2 separate regions of the Danio rerio genome follow, and region 2 is linked to region 1. Evidence: chromatin contacts called from public HiChIP or PLAC-seq data. All regions are on one chromosome and are shown on one strand. The core of a region is the stretch at or near the end of the contact, and the rest is flanking DNA. Distances in the headings are between cores, read along the strand shown.

What was found. HiChIP or PLAC-seq counts read pairs in DNA pulled down with a chosen protein or histone mark.
Region 2: an H3K4me3 HiChIP or PLAC-seq map of embryo shows a contact between it and region 1, with 2.6 times the contacts expected there. The contact joins the promoter of birc2 here to the promoter of arhgap42a in region 1. A contact is called at or near these places in 1 of 18 Hi-C or Micro-C datasets (embryo) and 1 of 4 datasets of contacts at active chromatin or transcription factors (embryo).

Annotation. Positions count from the first base shown.
Region 1 is chr21:24,194,673-24,198,534 of GRCz12tu, reverse strand. It overlaps arhgap42a (Rho GTPase activating protein 42a), which reads right to left and starts at 2,004. Exons shown (of 24, transcript NM_001202443.2): 1 at 1,608-2,004; 2 at 596-691. The coding sequence starts at 1,761. It overlaps fbxo40.2 (F-box protein 40, tandem duplicate 2), which reads left to right and starts at 3,709. Exons shown (of 4, transcript XM_689616.9): 1 at 3,709-3,751.
Region 2 is chr21:24,302,277-24,306,138 of GRCz12tu, reverse strand. birc2 (baculoviral IAP repeat containing 2) reads right to left here and starts at 2,212. Exons shown (of 9, transcript NM_194395.4): 1 at 2,142-2,212; 2 at 1-775. The coding sequence starts at 156.

The sequences.
Region 1 (3,862 bases), core at 755-3,254:
AATAGCTTGATAACAAGCAGCGAATGTTCGTGGGCCAATGGCAACATCCCATTGAAATGGTCTATACGGGGTAAAAATGGCAGAGGAATAGCCTAAAGATTTGACTTTACACTAATATACTTATTGTGTTCATATTGTATTGCAGAACACTGGTGCTACTGAGGTGGGATGTGATATTAGGTTAGGGACAGGTTTTGTGGTATGAGGGTGGGTTAAGGTGTAATGGGTCAACAGCATAATGATAAAAGTATTTACAAAAATTTATTACAGGCCTGTAAATAACTTTATAACATAAATACAATTCCTAAACATTTTCGTAATAAATGCATTGTACCAAATTATTAATTAAAATGTAAGTACATAGTAATTAAGACAACTTAATTCTCCATGTGTCTATGTGTATTTTCTAGATGTCTATGGGAGTTAGGATCCTGCTTTTTTTAGGTCTGACAACGTTTACTGCCAACCAACTTTCATTGTGAGAGCAGCTCAAACATTTTGCAAAACTTCACAATTTGAGATGCATGAATAAACCTGGATAAACTACATCAAATGCACATATAATTAACATCTTGGTTACTTGCTAATTACTTACCAATGTTAATCTCATCATCGGTCTCAGCATCTCCAATGCATTCAAACTGGAAATCCTGAAGCGACTGGGAGAATTTCTGCACAGCTGCAGAAAGACCTGTTCAGAAGACAACAGAGTTATGTGATGGAGCTTTACTGCAATTTCAGCATATTTACATCAACTTACTCATTACTAACAATTTGTTTGGTCAAACGGGAAGGACATGACCTCACAAATACTCAATTAAAGACTTAGTTCAAAGTCCTTTTTTGGGAAGACATTCACTGCCTTTTGTTTGGCACAAAAGCCAGAAGGAGCCTTCAGCTGGACTGCTTTGTGGCAGAGAATAAAGGATAAAGTTGTGAAAGAGAACACTGTTGAAACTAACAAAAAATAGTCAGTGCTGAATGGACTTGAGAAGTTCAAAGACTAAGACTAGTGCAAAAAAAAAACATATCTAGAGGGAGGCAAGGAGGAGCCATGTTAGCGAAGTGGCTGATAACAGCATATCTAGTAGAGACTCGTCTTCTTCTTGATATCATATCAGATCCCAGCTGGGTGAATAACCAGGCGTTTGATGATGAAACATGCACACACACCACAACCCCGGCCTGAACATGCTCACTTCTAAAACCTGCTAGATATTAGAGTTGATAAACACAGGTTAATTAAAAGCAAAGTGTAAGACAGAGAAGGCTCATTTACACACTTTTCTAAATCTGTAGTTTCACTAATTTTGATGAAATATCTACAGTAGGTGTTTAACAGGGCAAAAGGTCAGGCACTACAAAAGTTCCTTTCTTTTTAGAAAACACAAACCCATTCAACTACACTGCTCTATCTAATCTACATCAGTGCTTTGAATTCTCACTTTTCCCCTCACACGGTTAAAGTAAATAAAAACTAGCAAAAATAGTTCAAATAATGTAACAACAATAACTAGAGAAAAAAGAATTAAAGTCAGATCACGTGTGAGTTAAATCTCAATACATCACTTACTTTTCAAAACACACATACACGACCTGTAACTTACTTTTAAGCGCACTGATAAGCATATTTCCATCTTTGATTAGTTCCTTGATGAATTTATTGGTACGATCCAGTTCAATTTCGTGGCATTTGAGTCGCTCTCTGAAGTCAGGACTGTCCAGAAAAGAGTCGCTGAATTCCAGCGCCGGGAGCCCCATTGTAAACGTCCGGATGAATGAAACGGTGAAACAAAGGCTGACGAACACAAGCTACCGGAAAAGCTTTGATTCTCGGGGAAAGTAGGTTTCTTGATAGTGTGAACTTTCAACGGTTACGAGTCCCGAAACTCTGTATCCCGAAACCCCACTTCCGGCATTCTGTTTCCCTGCTGGATCACGGAGAGATTGAGCAGAGCAGAGGGAGAAAGGGAGGCTCGCGGTGACTCCTACTGGTCTGATCCCGCTCACCTACAGGACGACATCAGGACATGATTACACCACTGAGCTGCTGCTGCTGGGTTTACTTTTTAGGCTACTACACCCTCCTGGGGTCACTTTGTAGAAGTTGTATGAGCCTGTGTACTATGAAATACATATAGCCTATTTTGTAACTGAGGTTCAAAACTCTTGATTTTTTTATATTATATTATATTATATTATATTATATTATATTATATTATATTATATTATATTATATTATATTATATTTATTATATTATATTATATTATATTTATTATATTATATTTATTATATTATAACTTATTATTACTTTAGATGGTTTAGGCATAAAAATAAAGCTAGAATCCTATTTTCTTATTTAAATATATATGGGCAAATATGTTTTGAAATGTGTTTAATATCTTTTTAAAATATATAAGAATATCCAAAAATTACCAAATAATATTGACACATTATTAGAATATTACAAATATTATTTACATAAATATATTATTTAAAAACATATTTTTTAAATTATATATATTTTAGATGTTTTATATATTTTGAAATCATTCATTCATTCATTTTCCTTCAGCTTAGTACCTTTATTTAACAGGGGTCGCCACAGTGGAATGAATCGCCAACTTATCCAGCATATGTTTTAAGCAGCCATACCCATACACACCCATTCACACAAATACACGTTGGCCAATTTAGTTTATTCATTTCACCTATAGCACGTCTTTGGACTGTGAGGAAGACCAGAGTACCTGGAGGAAACCCATGCGAATACGGGGAGAACATGCAAATAGCACACATAAATGCCAACTGACCCAGTCGGGACTCAAACTAGCGACCTTCTTGCTGTGACCCGACAGTCTAACCACTGAGCCACCGTGCCGCCCTGAAATATATTTAAATATATATATATATATATATATATATATATATATATATATATATATATATATATATATATATATATATATATATATATATTATTCCCTCTAAAATTAATTTTGAATATGTGATAAATATATTTGAAAATATATTTTAGGTTCAATAAAATTCATTGCTAATTCTAGATTGTTCAAAATAAATAATTATTTTGTTTTAATATTTGGCCAAACTGCACATCTATTTTCTGTGCAATCAAAGTATGGCTAAAAACAAGGCAGATCATTTTGTATTATATGTCGCATGTTAGTCCTGGACCAACCCTACAGCCCCTTATAGGATAGGCAGTTTGATAAAAGGATGTATATTTGGACATCCCTAAACCTTGAGATGAAGTCAAAGTAACATTATGAGCATCACATGACAAAAACATTATTAACAAAACATAAAAAAAGGTCAATATCAAAAGTATGATAAAGAACACATTTTTTGTCCAGCTATCAAAACTGTTACCTAAATAAATAACATGTGCATGTGAAGCCCAGTCCTCCAATCCAAAGGGAATGACTGCCATCTGGTGACCCACTCATGAAACATTACAATTTTTTTTTTCTTTGGAAAAACTCATTCTGCTAATCTGCTGTCCTCTGTTTGACCTCAGCATGGTGATTTTAATTAGAGTAAGATAGACAAAACAGATAGCCTTTTATTTGAAGAAAATGATTGTCTGTTTTTATACAGTATATCTACAGGTCATGTAATTTGCTACTGGCAGTTGAGGCTACTATTTTTAACATGACCCACAATCCTGTTCTTTAGAAAGGTCTCTTGGAACAAGCCGGGGAACTTCTTGAGACATGGTTCGCCCTTTAGGTAAGCTGTTTGGTAACTGTTTATATAACGTTGTTTTTGTCAGTGCTGTCTGCAAATGCTTACCCTTAGCTGTACTGCAAGGTCTTATTAAAACAGGTAAAATGTTAAATA
Region 2 (3,862 bases), core at 963-3,462, 110 kb before region 1:
TCGTGCAAGACTTCTTTCAGTCACCGCTGCGGTGGTGGGGAACTTGGCATATGTTGAAATTCGAAAGAGTTCAGAGGAGTTATCATACTGTAAATCCGCAGGACCACTGGTACGACACAAACCTCTTAAGAAAGCACTGTTTTGTAATATTTCCATTTGAGAAAGAGAAATGGGGAAGGGGATAGCCAGCAGAGAGAAAGGCTTGATTGTCATACCCTGTGTGTGTGCGCACGCATGTAGATGTTAATGATGAACTATGCGAGTAAGACAAACTAGATTACACAACCTTTGAAAACATTTATAAAAAAAAAAAAAAGACTCCTCTTTATGTCCTTACAACACGCCTGGATTACAAAACAGTGGGTTACTCAACTGGGTTTCATCACAGAACCGGTGACATGTGCCCTGAACTAAAACTGCATGAACATAATGTGATGCACAACTTAACGTTTAGATGATCATTCTAGAGACTCTGGAAGCTCAACCTTTATCAATGAGAAATACACCACTATTACACAAACCAAAACACATTTTTAAAAGTGAAGAAGTGCCTTCTTTGAAGTGTAACATATTAGTAAGAAATCTAACATACAAACACTAAAATGTGACCACAGGGTGTATCCATTCAAATCTTTCTCTCTGCTGGACATCCCCTGAATGGGGTCTAGTCGTCCATGGTAGAATACATGACCTTATTAAAAAAATTTATTAAATCTTGAACAAACAGAATGCTGACGTGGGATGTATGTGCTTCCTTCTCCTATGATGCAGGAATCTGGAAAAAACAAAGAGATTTTTTGTTAAATACACAGACCTTAACTGATGTCCTGTTTGAGTTAAAGATGAAAGGTAATAGTTAAACTTCAGTCAACAAGATGCGGTGAATTATTACTGAAAATACTTAGTATAATAAATACTTTTATGAATAGGATTTCGCAACCATTTTCCCTGTTGTAAAATATATTTTTACAAGGACAGAACTCACTTGAAGTAAGTGTATTTAGATTAGATTAGTGGTTTGCTGCAAGGGAGAGATTAAAAATTACAAAAGGTATATATCTTTTTTAAATGATGGGGTTTGATAAACAATTTACAATAAACACTAGAATATTTTCATAATAATTATCAACTTGAATTTCGACAAGGCTGTGATTTATTCTTCAAATCATTCAGGTTAACTTTTAGTATCACTCTACATAATTACAATGACAAAAATTATTTAATGTACACATATCCCATTATCAGTCATAATTAAACAAAATTGTATGTATGCATATATATATATATATATATATATATATATATATATATATATATATATATATATACACATACATACAATTTTGTTTAATTATGACTGATAATGGCATATGTGTACATACATACATATATATATATATATATATATATATATATATATATATATATATATATATATATATATATATATATATATATATATATATTGGTGTTACCCTCTCAACTCTTATAACTCTTATAACTATATATATATTGCTGTTACCCTTTCAACTCTTAAAAGTTTTGATTATTTTTCCGTGTTTTAAGTCTCACTTCCTCATTCCTTCAACGAATTATTTAACACGTAACTTAGGTTTACCTATGCAATTTCAATCCCGGAAGCCAGACAACATTTAAAACATTGACCTGTTTATACTTCAACCTTTATTTATAGCACCTTGTTACAACCGAAGTAGACCAAAGTTATTTACATCAATATTTTATGGATAATGCAAAAAAACAACAACGTAACGCATTTCCGCTAAATGATGATGACGATTATTCAAATGACAAGCTTAAGTTTCCAACTCTTGTTCTGGTATGTTCTGTCTATTTACATAATTCTACATGTCGAATAAGAAACTGCTCGATATGAGTCATTCCGTCTGCATGCAGACCACGAGTTTGGCCAATGAGTCGGAACCACTGGTAAAATCCCCTATTTGCGGTCAACAGACAGTAAGCACTGCCATTTTCTACCGAGGACTTTGGGTGTTGCATCAGACAGCGAGTTCTTCTGTTTAACGTTAAAGTTAGATGTCAAATAGCAAGACCTACAATCCCGCAACTGCCATTAAACAGTGCCATCTGACAGCAGAATGGTTACAAAACGATCGACTCACCTACGCTAAGAATAAAAACGCATTTTGTTCAACAGCACAAAATGTCCTTTCTTCTGTTCGATCCAGTACGGCTGGTGAAACGGAAATGATGTCATATGCCATTCTTTTATTAGCTTGTTTTTAAATGTAAACATATATATTTATTGTATTTTATTGTGGGTGAAGTAGACCAATGCAACTGTCCATAGCTCGATTTCAACTAAAACAACAAGAGATAAATTACTGATAGAAATGTTCATGGCAATAAACTGGAATTTATGTACGAGATACAATTTATAGAGGAAAAAACCACAACAGAGAACTTGATTAATGATTTGAATACAGAGGAAGTGACTTTTTTCTCTCTTAAGAGATTCGGTTTACAAGGTTAAAATCTGATTATAATGGGGGAAATTAATTTATTTCTATTTTATTTTATTTTCTAAAGGGGGAAATACCCCAAAAAGATTAAATCTTAGGTTTGCCTGTGTTTTTTTTTTTGTTTTGTTTTTGTTTTTTTGCGGGTGAGAACGAAACAAAGCCCCGGAAATGTCCCCCCAAGTACTCACTGCATGGGCGAACCATATATGGTTACGACAGATATTAATGTTATTAACGTCATCTCTCGGACCTCGTCATCAATATATTTTTATATAAAAGTTATATTTTTAATAAATAGTGTACACAATAGACAATAGTGTTAACTTTTTTTATTCATGTTTTTCCACATTAAATACCATAGTAATTTATAGAAAGTAATATATAGTTTTTGAACCACATGGTATATGGTAATTTGTGGTAATTATGGTAGCAACAAATATAGCAATACAGACAAATTAACTTTTAATAATTAATTTAAATACACACAAACACACACACACACACATATATATATATATATATATATATACATACAGATACATACATACATACACACACACACACACATATATATAACATTTGATACAGTTTAGTAAAAGATAGTTTATCATTTTTTACTGTATTCATTTTATATCATTAACTATAGTAATTTATTTTAATGTAACACATTATAGTTTATTTTTTATATTTTATAACAAAACGACATTAAGTATGACAACATTAAGATTCTAAATTAGGCTGCGTCCGAAACCACAAACTTCCATTCTATATAGTACGCTAAAATCAGTATGCGAGCCCAGTAGAATGTACAAATTCACAGAATTTGAAAATCAGTATGCGAGAAGTACCCAGATGACCTACTACTTCCAGCGAGATTCTGAAGTGTGTATTCCAAGCACGCTGCACTATCCTATGATGCCCCACCATAGAATTCATAAATGGGAGTGAAGTGATGCAACTGAGGCAGGTAGGTCACGTCACCAAGACAAAATGGTGGATGTAGCACATTCAAATTCCATTCATAATGCTCATAATGCTTCATACTGTATAGAACGTAATTTTCTAACGGCTGAGTAGTATGTTTAAATTCAAATACAGTACCTACTGAGTATTAGGCGATTTCACAGCCTTAGTTTATTACACTTAATCCTGCAATTAGACAGTCTATTATGTTTTCTTTGTGTATGTGGATACCTGAATAAAGTAATAAGCGTTTTAACTAATTGTTTTTAATTACATAATTTAAGTATCTAAACTGCACAGATGTTAATAATGAAATAATGACTGAAATGGAAAACCCTTGTAAGAGCTGGGTGTACCTCAGAATGGATCCAGTGGACTCAGACACGGCACCAAACAAA